Linked DNA regions of Sus scrofa: region 1 is linked to region 2. A link is a contact called in public HiChIP or PLAC-seq data. All regions are on one chromosome and are shown on one strand. Each heading gives the region's core, a stretch centred on a gene start, on an enhancer-like site or on the middle of the called end of the contact. The rest is flanking DNA. Distances are from core to core; before and after follow the strand shown.

Region 1 (5,893 bases), core at 75-2,574, 370 kb after region 2:
TTTTGGTTCATTGCTGCGCCTGCAGCATGTGGAAGTTCCCAGGCTAGGGGTCAAATCAGAGCTACAGCTGCCGATCTGCGCCACAGCGACTTAGGATCCAAGCCACGTCTGTGACCCACACCACAGCTCACGGCAACACTGGATCCTTAACCCCCTGATCAAGGCCAGGGATCAGACTCATCCTCACGGATCCTGGTCGGTTTGTTAACTGCTGAGCCACGAGGGGAACTCCCATTTCTTCTTCCACTTTGTTGAGAGATGGCAGAAGCTAGAATATATTGAAAGGCCACCATTTACTAGAGCTGGTGAGGGCAGAAGAACCCACTTCACTTACCTTTCTAGTAAATAAATAAGCCTCCAGTCATAGGGTTGCGTAGCAGTTTTGCCATATTACTTAAAAAAACCTGTATAAATTAACAGTTGTTCAGATTTGTTTGTACTCAGGGAAGAAAAAAGAATCAAATTTTGCAAAAGCCCAAGGACCTTCAGCCTTCTCATTTCTTAGAGATGTTACTTCCCCCATATGGAGGCACCTTGTGAAGGGACAGCAGTGCCAAAGACAGCCATGACTCAGCACCACACAGCTCCCTGAAGGGAGTGCTTGGAGCCTTGTTCTGGTACAGAAGGTGGGCAGTCAGTGCCCACCTGCTGCTGTTACCTCCCCCACCCCCCACTCCACCTCTGCCCCCATCCTGCCCCATCCGGGCCCTGGGAGAAGATGACCGACCAGTGAGGCCCTGGCAGAGGGTCCGGGCGGCAGGGCTTTCCGGGGTGCGCCTCATCGGTGAGGACCTCCTTGGCCTGTGAGACCTAGTTCCTGAGGAAGGGCGGCCCTGAGCGAGGCTTCCTGGGGCCCGTGCCTGCGGCCACGCTGCCCTCAGTTCTCTGCCGGCGCCCCAGGAAGGCAGGCTTACCGCGGATGGGCAGCATTGGCGTCTCCACCTGTTACAGTTCAGCCTGACAGGAGCTTAGGGAAGTCGGGGTTGGTCGGGGTGAGGAAAGAGGGCACGGAGGGCCGCGTCCTGGACCTTTCTTCCCCTTTGCACCTCTGCTCTGCTGCGGGGAAATCCCTGCAGGTGCACACGGGGTACATGCAGCCCCTAGCTGCTCGCAGCCCGTGCCTTAGAGAGGACTCCTGAATGCAGACTCCTTCACCCCAGGCTCTCGCCTGGCCCTTAACTGTTCTTAGCCCGTTAAGCAGAGGCTAAGAACAGTTAACCTGTGGCCGGTTGGTGAAGGAAATCGCGGCATTCTCACTTGAGGCCAGCCAGCTCGTGCGCCTGGATTCGCCGGCTTCCAGGGCATCTGAGTCTCACAAATAAACAGAGTGGCCGAGGAAGTACAGTCATGCGAGTTCTCTTCCTTCCGTAACAGCCGTGAGTGTCGTTACTGTCGTAGCCGAGGACTCTGAAGTGTTTGGGCGTGTGAAGGAAGGACAGCTCGCACTGAGGTCCAGCCTCAGAACCTCAGGACGGCCGAGGCTCGTGCTGGGCAGGGGGGCAGGGCTCCCCCGGGCACTCGGAGAGGTGGGGAGGGCCTGCGCCTCCTCTGCGGTTTTCCCAGATGTGGGTGCAGCCCCCTGTCATAGTCTCAGAGACTCTGGGATTAACCTGAAAGGTCTGAAAAGGAAGTGAGGCCGTCCTTGGTAGATGGCGGTCTTGAGCTGCGGATGGACGTCTCTAGATGCCATTTCTTGGGGTTGGGCCACAAGCCCTCACCGGTCCATCCACGCCGGGCACAGGCTGCCCGGTGGGCAGAACCAGTGTCCACTGGAAAGCGCTCCTGGGGGACGAGGAGTCTGGGGGAGGCAGGTGGGTGGAAAGCCCAGGAACAGCCTTCAGCTCCATAAGCTTAGCCTGCATCAGGAGCTGCCTGAGAGGGTTGTGCCGCCACGGAGGAGCTGCCAAGCGACAGTCCCTTCCTAGGACCTGGGAAAGATCTGGGGGTGGGGGTGGGCACACGCTGCTCCCGTTCCCACAGCAGGCATGGAAAGAGCACCTGTCTGTGAGTTGAGACTAAGGATTTTTATACTTTAGTATTAAAAACATGCTGAATATCTGTGTGCTCTCAGACTGAAATTCCCAACTGGAAATGTGCTTTTGACAAGTTTACTGATGCAGTAATCCTAGTTATCTCATTGCTCTAAAGTAGCTTTCGGAAGATGGCAGGTGTTAAAGCAGGTACCTTCTGTGTAGAGTCATCACCCTCGTCTCACACCCGAGGCCTTGTTCTAGGCACTCTTGGTAACATAAGGCATGACCAAGGGTGCCTCGTAGAGGAGGAGATGAAGCCGAGTCAGAAATGCTAAGATTGACTCGACCTGCAGGAACAGAGTGGCCCCTGGGGGTGACCTGTGGGGCATGGACCCATGTCACCTGGTAGGCACTGTGGCAGTGCCTGGCCAACCACGGGCTGGCTGCCTACAGCTGAGGAGCCTCTCGTGGATCAGCAAGGGGTCTCTGTTTAAATTCATTTTTGTATTTTTTTCCCCTTTGCCTCAGGTTTCCTTAGGAAATAAAGAAAGAAGCAAAGGTGTGTTCTACAAAGCCCTTCAGAATTGCCCTTGGGCAAAGGTAAGTTCCAGAGACCCTGGTCTCTTCAGATTCCCAAGAACCTTCCAGCCAAGCTCATCCAGTGTCATGGGGACAGGGCACCTCCCAGGCCTTTTCATAGTTGAGGTATGCCCCTTGGAGCCCAAGGGTCCTTTGTTTCCTTTCCCTGCACTGGAGTTGGCATGGGGTGTTGCCAGGGCCAGCTGGTTCCCAGCATTTGCCCAGAGCTCAGCCAAGATGCTGCAAGCATTGGACTGAGTTCCCCCTTTGCCCTGCAGGGCCCAAGTCAGGAGATGTTTAGAAATCAGATTGATGGTGACTGCAGTGGCTGCCCCCCAATTCTGAGAACCAGTGAAGGCCTCTGAGTTCCTCAGCTTCCCTCTGCTCTTGAGCGCAGAGTCCTCCCTGGGGAGGGGAGTGTGGGCAGTGCAGGGGCGGCAGCGAGCTGACGGGCCTCTCCTTCCCGTCCCAGGTGTTGTACATGGACGCCGTGGAGCACTTCCCTGATGAGATGCAGGAGATCCTGGACCTGATGACGGAGAAGGAGCTCCGGGTGCGCCTGCCCCTGGAGGAACTGGAGCTTCTGCTTGAGGACTAGAACCTGGGGAGTGGGGAGCGAGCCGAGGCCTCAGCGCCCGCCTGCCAAGGAATCAGAAGCTTCCGGATGAACCAGAAGCATGTTGAGACCTCCACCTGTGAAGCTTCTTGGTATTTTGTGTCTGGGCTGTCAGCTTCTTATCTCTGGCACATTTTTTGCATGTGCAAATGACACAGAGGCTACTGTCTTACATATTATATATGTGAATATGTGTACATATGTACACAGACAAGAGTCGTGCCAAGTGACAACTGAATGCGTTGTGGTTGCCGTGCAAAGTTCCCTTTGGTCCACTTTTAGCATCAGCCCACCAGGGTGAGTGTACCTCTCGGCTGGCATCCTTGGGGGTCCTGCCAAGCCTTCCGGGTCTGGTAGTGGAGGTGAGTGAATCCTGGTCACTCAGTGCTGGGACCTCCTCCTCCAGGCTGCCCTTTTCTTCAGATCAGAGCAGGGGGGGGGGCATTTAAAACTTGTGTGTTCTCACCTGTATCAGATGTGTCCAGAGGCCTCATTCTTCCCTAAGCTTTACTCGGTGACACCCCGACTGTGGACCCAGCAGCCTGCATCATTTTCGAATTGCAGAGTCTCAGGCTCCACCCCAGCCCTGCTGAGTCAGCATCTGTGCTCTTCAAGGACCCCGTTAGGGGCCCTGGGTGCGCGCTGCAGCGTGGACAGCACTGTGAGCACTGGCCACCAGCGTCGCCAAGTGGAGACTGGAGGCAGCTCCTCCCTCCCTCCGCACTCCGCCCTGCCTGTGAGATGTGCAGAGCCCGGCCTAGACAGGAAGCCGGGACCGGCCACGTGCTCCTGATCGCTGTGGGCTGAGTAACACCTGACTGAGAGGAATTCCTTTATCTTAGACCCTGTGAGTGGACACTTTCTTTGGCTCCCCCCCCCCTTTAAATCATGCTCTCTACAACTGCTGAAAGCTTATTGCTTTGGCACCTTCCCCAGGCAAGCCGGTGTTGGGGAATGGCATTTTGACTGGCAATGGATGGACGCTGGTTGCGAAAAAGAAGGGGAGAGCAGCACCCAAGGAAGTTGGCCAGCCCAGGGGAGGTTTTCCTCGATCAGCCCCACGTATGGGCTTTGAAACAACCACTCAGGAAGGAAAGAGGAGGCAGAGGAAGGGAAGCCCTGGCTGGACGCTCTTGGGAGGGATGAGCGTCTGAGCCCAGGAACAAGGGGTATGAGGGCTGGTATCTCCTCAGCCCTGCCCTTTTGGTATCTTGGAGGAACCCTCAGCTGCTTGGCAACACCCATACCTCTTCCACCCCCCCACCCCACCCCCCGTGTGAGAACCCACATGCCCCGCAGGCCTTCCAAAGGGAAGGCTGGATTTCCTTCTGAAGCCCACGGCCATGTGAACTCAGCCTTCAGTCCTTAAACAACACAACCTGCCAGCGATCAGGTTATGACTGTCTTTCCCATTAGCTGCTGCTGAACAAGTAACTTCCGCCAGCTCTGGGAGTGGGATGTGCGGGCAGCAGGCATGGCAGTCTGCAGTCCTTGCGGTCACCAGAAGCAGGATGCAGCGACTGAGAAAGAGCACATTTTATTGGGAAGAGAGCACATGACCAACGTGAAGGCAGCCTGCCGGGCACAAGGTACACGAGACGTTTGCTAGTAAAGACAACTGGGAATGGACTCCGGGCTGGCAGCTTCCCCCCCTCCCCCTCTGGGGCCCAGGACGCTCCCACCATTTCCTGGAAGGCAGCTGTGGTCCACTACAGATAGAGCCCCTCAGGGGTGCCTTCTTGTTTTTTATAAAGAACATTTTCTTTAGATTTTTTGAAGTCTTCATTTGTTACTTTCATCCTACGTTCTCTCAAGGCCATCAGACCAGCTTCTGTACAGATTGCCTGCAAGAAAGAATAGTATGTTCAGAAAGTGAAATATTTTTCTAACAATTTGGAGATCTATTTTTTTTTTTTTTTTTTTTTTAAGGGCCGCAACTGCGGCATTCCCAAACTAGGGAGCTGTAACTGCCAGTCTACACCACAGCCACAGCAATGCAGGATCTGAGTCACGTTTGCGACCTATACCACGGCTCACGGCAACGCTGGATCCTTAACCCACTGGGACACAACAGGAACTCCTTGGAGAGCTATCTTGAAATAAGGTATAGATACCCAGAATAGACAAAAATTTCTCAAACTGCTTGGGAAAGATTAGATTTTTTAAAATGTTTTAAGCATTCTGATTATTTTCTCAAAGGACCTGAGGTGGCTTAAACTGGGAGTAATTCACTAAGGAAGAGAGGACTGGCCACTATGTAAATGTACACCGCAGGGCCTCCAAGGTCCATAAGTTCTCACAGCTCTGCTCTCACTAAAGGGTGTAATAATATTCCTAAGAAATAGACAAAATTATATCCAGAAACTTACAGAGGCCACATAGAGTGTATATTCATTTCACTTACCTGCAGTCCTTAAGAGAGCATGTGTTCTGATTAAATATTTACAAGTTTCAGTATAGTATATACTCTTACTATTTTCTCAATGATTACATACCAAAAGTAAAACAAGAACCCAAGCAACATGAAGTGATTAAAAATACAATTCTGGCAGAGTTCCCATTGTGGCAAAGTGGATTAAAAATCTAACTGCAGTGGCTCAGGTCGCTGTGGAGATGTGGGTTCCATCCCTGGCCCAGCACAGTCGATTAAAGGATCCAGCATTGCTGTATCTGTGTCTCAGATTCAGTCCCCAGCCCAAGAACTTCCATGTGCAGTGAGCTGCCA
Region 2 (5,761 bases), core at 78-2,577:
TTGCTGTGGAGGCAGCTGCCCATCGCAAGGCAAATTGGTTCTCCAGGCTCCGAGTCTCTCCCAGCCTTGGTTTTCCATCTCGATTTTAACTTCGGATCTCTGGCTTCCTTCCCGTATCCATTTCCCCCTTGGTTTGCTAGTGCGGAGACACCAGTGACAGCACTAAAAAGCTGAGAATGTGGTTCAAAGGCACAGAACAGAATAAGCAGGCACTGCTGTAGGTTTGTATGTAAAAATGTACGTTTCAGAAACCAGCCTTCGAAAATGCGGCTTTCAGGGCCCAAGAGTCAAATGCTGGCCAGCCAGTGCCCCTGGGTGTCCTTAGGAAGTCATGCTTCTGCACTGACCTAAGGGCCAGCAGGCAAGGCGCTGAAGGAGGAGGCTCAGGAGGAGGATGAAGAAATCAGATTGAAAAGGGAGGAGAGAAAACAACATGGAAGTGGTCAAGAGAAGCAGGACTGCGGGTGGGCTTTCCTGCCCAGGACGGAGCAGGAGGTTGCTCAGGTTTGCAGCAGAGCAAGGCTGAGGGATGCGGGCCTCCGCTCTCCCTGCTGGAGGGGGGACAGATAGTGGCAGGTCTTGCCTGCCCATCAGGCTGAACAGCCGGCTGGTGCTCAGGGGACTCGCAGGCCCTGTCTCCCCTGGGTAACAGCTGAGCTGTTGGGAACCGGTCCACGTGGAGGGACCTGCACCCAACTCGGGAAGCTTGCTGGAGCGAGGTGCAGGAGGTGCACCCCGAATTCCGACAGCTTGCCAGTGCCGGCAAGGACCTTCCTTTTGAGAATAGTTTGCCATAGTGAATTCTGAAATGGAATCAATGACCTCATGTCAAGGGGCTGCGGAAACCCTCCAAACGGGGGAAATTCCTTGGCTCTCTCCTCTTCAGTTTGGAGTGGCGTTTTAAAGCAACAGATCATTTTAGGCCTGGGTCTCAGCATGGCAAGAATAAACTCATAGTTGAGAGACATGAAAGCAATCATGTGGCTTTTGTTTATTTCCCTCAAATCGGGGTGTTTCGTAGCATTTAGAATGTAATGCTTGCAAGTTCTTTTCTTTTTTTGTTCCATTCTATCGTGATTCTCCATCTAGCTTAAGGAAAAAAAATTTTTTCTGCTGTCATGGCAACAGTGGAAGTGACGACTTGAATAAAATTATGTGACTGAAAAAAAAAAAAAAAAGCATGGGTGGTATAGGAGTTGCTGAGAATTGTATGCTTTTGCATTTAGGACACTTTTTCCCTTTTCTTATATTTAAAATGTGCAGTCTCTCCCCTCCAGTGCCTTCTCCCTCCGGTTGTCACATTGCTCTGGGGCTGGACAGGCCACCTCGGCTTGGTCCTGACGGTGGCACACTTATTTGACTAGTGCAGCCCGAGGCCTTCCGAGCCTTCCTTGTGGTTCCTGAGGAGCCTTTGTTTACCAGCAGGATTCTTCCCAGCTTCAAGAAGAATTTGATTCTGAATCCTAAGCTCTTCCCAGAAACAAACTGGAAACCGTTTGAGGAAAACTTGCCTTTGCCTCAAAGGCAGCGTGCGGTGCCTTGGGAGCGCGCCCTGCGTCCCTCCTGGTTTGGCCTCTCCTGGGTGGCATCCCCTCAGTCACAGGGACTTCCTCCAGCCGCCACCAGAGGGCCTCAGTCCTGCGCGGGAGAAACTGCCTTGGCCTTAGAGGGGAGTGGACTCTCCCCATCAGTTCTCAGTTAGGGCCTCTGAGGCCTCATCTGCAGACCCCAGGCTGCTTCACTTGGGCCAGCTGATTTTCCTTTCCAATTTTGAACCGGTTCCTAGGAGTGTCTCAGTAGCTGGGACCACCTGTATGCATCAGATTTGGATTGGATATACACTTTCATTTGCATATTAATGACGTAAACCCTAGACCTGAGCGTCCATATTTTGTTTTCTTCTTGGGTTGCATGTCCCTTTGAGAGTTCACATCTCTTTTGTCAGGAAGGTGGTGGGTATGGTTGGAAGCTCCCAGCTTGCCCTCTCACTGGCCGTGTGAACCTGGGCAGGCCGTTTCTCTCCAGGGTTGCAATGGACTAAGTTGTGTTGGATCATTATAGCTAGAAAATTCGGTGCATCTGTAACTGGATGTGTTTCTCATTCCACAAGGAAGGCACGGGAGACCTTCCGAATGGCCACTTGCTATCTGGTAGCCTTCCCTGAGTTATAACATTGGGATTTGAAACTACCCCCTCCAGGCCTAATTTCCACCCTGTTTGAACAACCCTTTAAACTGGGTCTCCAACGACATGGTCCCAGTCCTACCCTTACTGCATACGGTTGAAAATGCCATGCTTTTAGTACATAGTAGGCGCTTAAGCTGCGATCCTGGAGTGACATCAGCCCAGTCCTTCCTCCCCTCCCTTTTCCAGCCGTAGCTGTTTCCTTCGCCTCATGTTCCCTAAGAGAACTGAGCTTCAGTCCAAAGCCAGTGAACACGGATGCCGTAAAAACAAATGCAGGGGAGAGCAGCAGAGATCGCGCGTCCCAGAGCCTGTTACCTAATTTTGATTCATGTCCCCTTTGGTGCTGCCCGGAGTCCTGAGCCCAAGCTTCTCTTTTTATGCCACCGTAAAGCTTCTGATCTGATATCATCTGCTATGTGTGGGTGAGAGGAATATGGGCGTATTTCTGTAGCTCTGCCAGCAAAGCGTTCCCTTCAAGTTCTGGGGCTGTTCTTGTGAATGAGAGTCCTGGGATGTCATGTAGGTATAAGATACGAAGTAATAGCCCTTGTGAGTGCTCGTAACATACAGAACCCACATTCAGTTTGATTTAATACTTTCGTGCCATTTAAAATGTCATCCAAGAAGAGAGCCGAATATCTAGAGCATCTGCCACAGCCCGCAGAGGCTGGTGGCCAGCTCTGCACCGGCTGACCCGCTCTGTGGCTTTTGGGAAAGATGAGATATGTTCTAATGAGCGGGTTATAAATATCACTGGGTTATGTCATAGGAGGTGGCAGCGCTCGATGTAAAGGGACCTGCTGGGCCGGGCACAGCCTTCAGAGGGGGCAGACAACAAGTAGGATCTGGGCGCATGGACCAGGATTTACTCAAGATTTATTTGTCCCTTAAGGAAACATGTCAGCAGCCATGCCTCTGTGACGTGTGTGGGCGACGAGATGGGATGTGCTGACCCCACTCGGCCAGGGCTCCCCACCCCCGGCTGCACACTCCCCGAGGGAGGGGCTGGGACCCTCTGCTGCTTCCCCTGAGGGCTTGGTTGGGGTAGGAGGTGCTGATGGATTCACTGGGATGTGATGTCTCTTTTCAAAGATGCAGAACAGGTGCTTGGTGGAGCCCCTCATTCTTCATACTTTTTACCATTGTCTTGCCCACTAAAATTGCAGGTTATAAGATGCCTTTACCACATTACACTCAGTGCCTCGTTGATAGTTCTGTACCCTTTTGCCACTGAAAAGATAGAATTCATTACCCCTCAGCAGAGCAGAGAAACTACTGAGCAACTGTAAAATGGAAGAGGGACTCTTGAAAGATATCTTGCTTTTTTTTTTTTTGCCTCCAGTATGATTTTCCAATATTTATTTTCTTGAAAAAAATTTGATGGTGGAATCACCAAAGACCATCAATCCTAGGTCAGATTTTTCTGAGTTGAACAAAGATGCACAGACATGCACTGCACAATTGTTTGCTTAAAATCCAGCCAACAGCTTTTATGTAGACAAAATGCATTGAAATATGTGTATGAAATATTGAATATTAACACACACCAGATGGAAACCCTGTCAAATTCTGTGTGCACACAGGAACTTGACAAGAGGAGTCGGGAGATTTAGAGAGATCCTCAGAGCAGTCGAAACAAGAACAACCCAAAACCTGAGAATGGTAAGTGGGACTAGGGACTTGGTTGAGACCCAAAGGCTCTTCAGGTGTCTCCTCTCCCTCCCATATGTGCATTATAAAGTATATGTCATTTACCATGCTGTGTTCTATAGTATATATGTTACACCCTATAAATTATGTCTCCATGAAGCATAAATATGTGTAGATCAATCAATCAATCTATCTATCTACCTCTCTCTCCATCTCCTACATACATACCATACAGTCACCCATTTAAAGTCATTGGATTTTAGTTGTCACAGAATTGTTCGGCCATCACTAATATTTCATTTCAGCGCTGTCTCCTCACCCCCCTCCCCAAATCTCCATGCCCATTAGTAGTCAATTCCCATTTTCTCCTTTCCCAAGCCTCTGGCAACTGTAAACTTACTTCCTGCTTCTATAGATTTGCCTATTTGGATATTTCATAAAATGGATTTGTACATTATGCGACCTTTTTGTGACTGGCTTCCTTCACTTGGCACCATGTTTTCAAGGTTCGTCCATGTTGGACCCTGTATCTGTCCTTCATTCCTTTTCACAGCAGCATGATATTCCATTGTGTGGCCAGACATTTGCCTCATTCGGTTGTCTGTCAATAGACCTTTGGATGGTCTCCACTCTTTGGCTATTATGAATAAGGCTGCTATGAACATTCTTATGCAAGTTTTAATGTATATACATGTGCTCATCCTTGGGTATACGCCTAGGCGCGGAATTGCTAGCTCATTTGGTAACTCCATGTTTAACATTTGGAGGAGCTGCCAGACTAGTTTCCAAATTAGTTGCAGTTCCAAGTCATTTTACATTCCCACCAGAAGTTATGAAAGTTCCACTTTTCCCACACCCTCAACAACGCTTGTTATTATCTGTCTTTTTAGTTACAGCCATCCTCGTGGGTGTGAAGTGCTGTCTCATTGTGGTTTGGATTTACATTTGGTCAACATCTGTTCAATTGCTTCTTGGTAATACTGTCTCCTGAAACATGAGAAATGCATCCTGTATGGCAGTTAAAATGTAAGCCCTCCTGATGCCAGTGAGGTAAAGGAAGGGCTTACATTTCAAAACCCAGACAGAGCAAAGTAGGTCAGATCTTGAGAGGTTCCTGGTTGTTTGCTATTGACTACAAAACTCAGAATAGGAAAGTTAGTTAAATAAACCGGTTAATCAGCAGCCTGGCACTCCTGTTGACTCAGAGTTCTCTCTCTTCTCTTTCCTTTTAATAATTTCACTTTCTTTCTTTTTTTTTTTTTTCCACTTTTAGGACTGTGCCGTGGCATGTAGAAGTTCTCAGGCTAGGAGTTGAATTGGAGCTATAGCTGCTGGCCTGCACCACAACCACAGCAACACAGGATCCGAGTCGCACCTGTGACCTACACCACAGCTCACAGCAACGCCAGATCCCTAATGCACTGAGCGAGGCCAGGGATGGAACCCACATCTTCACAGATACTAGTCGGATTTGTTAACTGCTGAGCCACAACAGGAACTCCTAATCTTTTCACTTTCTTGTCTTGGAGGCTCATTAATTATTCCTCAGTAGTTTACCCTTCAGAGCCAGAGTCATTGAGGGTTTGGGTGAAGGCCTGGTGCTGCTAGACGTTAAGCGTCCCAGGTCGCAGTCGATGGGGCAGCCCCGCCTGAGATCACAGTTTCCTTTGTCTTTTGTCATCTGTGCTGTTGTCCTCCATTACCCCGAATCCTTTAAGTGCTCTGAGGGAATGTTCAGTGGGGCAAGGCTAAGAGATTCCCGCCGTGGGAATGGGGCTGTATCTTCATTTTGGTGTCTCCAGAGTTTAGGATGAGGACGTTCTGCTCATGGGGCCCGATGGCTAAGTCATAGGCTATCCTAGAATCATGGGGGTAAGACATGACAGGCGACCTCCCGCACACACCCCACCAAGATTTCACTCAG

Evidence for each region. HiChIP or PLAC-seq counts read pairs in DNA pulled down with a chosen protein or histone mark.
Region 1: a contact with region 2 is called in an H3K27ac HiChIP or PLAC-seq map of alveolar macrophages. The contact joins two enhancer-like sites. A contact is called at or near these places in 12 of 47 Hi-C or Micro-C datasets (brain, embryonic fibroblasts, fibroblasts and 3 more) and 2 of 2 datasets of contacts at active chromatin or transcription factors (alveolar macrophages and skeletal muscle).

What each region holds. Positions count from the first base shown.
Region 1 is chr7:112,040,157-112,046,049 of Sscrofa11.1, reverse strand. It overlaps NRDE2 (protein NRDE2 homolog), which reads left to right. Exons shown (of 14, transcript XM_021099603.1): 13 at 2,502-2,573; 14 at 3,025-5,893. The coding sequence ends at 3,150. PSMC1 (proteasome 26S subunit, ATPase 1) reads right to left here. Exons shown (of 11, transcript NM_001244151.1): 11 at 4,690-5,012. The coding sequence ends at 4,878. Among named protein-coding and RNA genes, the nearest start is that of PSMC1, 15 kb to the right of the region's middle. Within about 2 kb of position 1,324, at least 6 of the 83 cell types and tissues checked have an H3K27ac peak or open chromatin away from gene starts, as enhancers often do. A contact at or near this core is called in alveolar macrophages, where this site is marked.
Region 2 is chr7:112,409,532-112,415,292 of Sscrofa11.1, reverse strand. TTC7B (tetratricopeptide repeat protein 7B) reads left to right here. Exons shown (of 20, transcript XM_021099609.1): 6 at 3,771-3,849. Among named protein-coding and RNA genes, the nearest start is that of TTC7B, 110 kb to the left of the region's middle. Within about 2 kb of position 1,327, at least 12 of the 83 cell types and tissues checked have an H3K27ac peak or open chromatin away from gene starts, as enhancers often do. A contact at or near this core is called in alveolar macrophages, where this site is marked.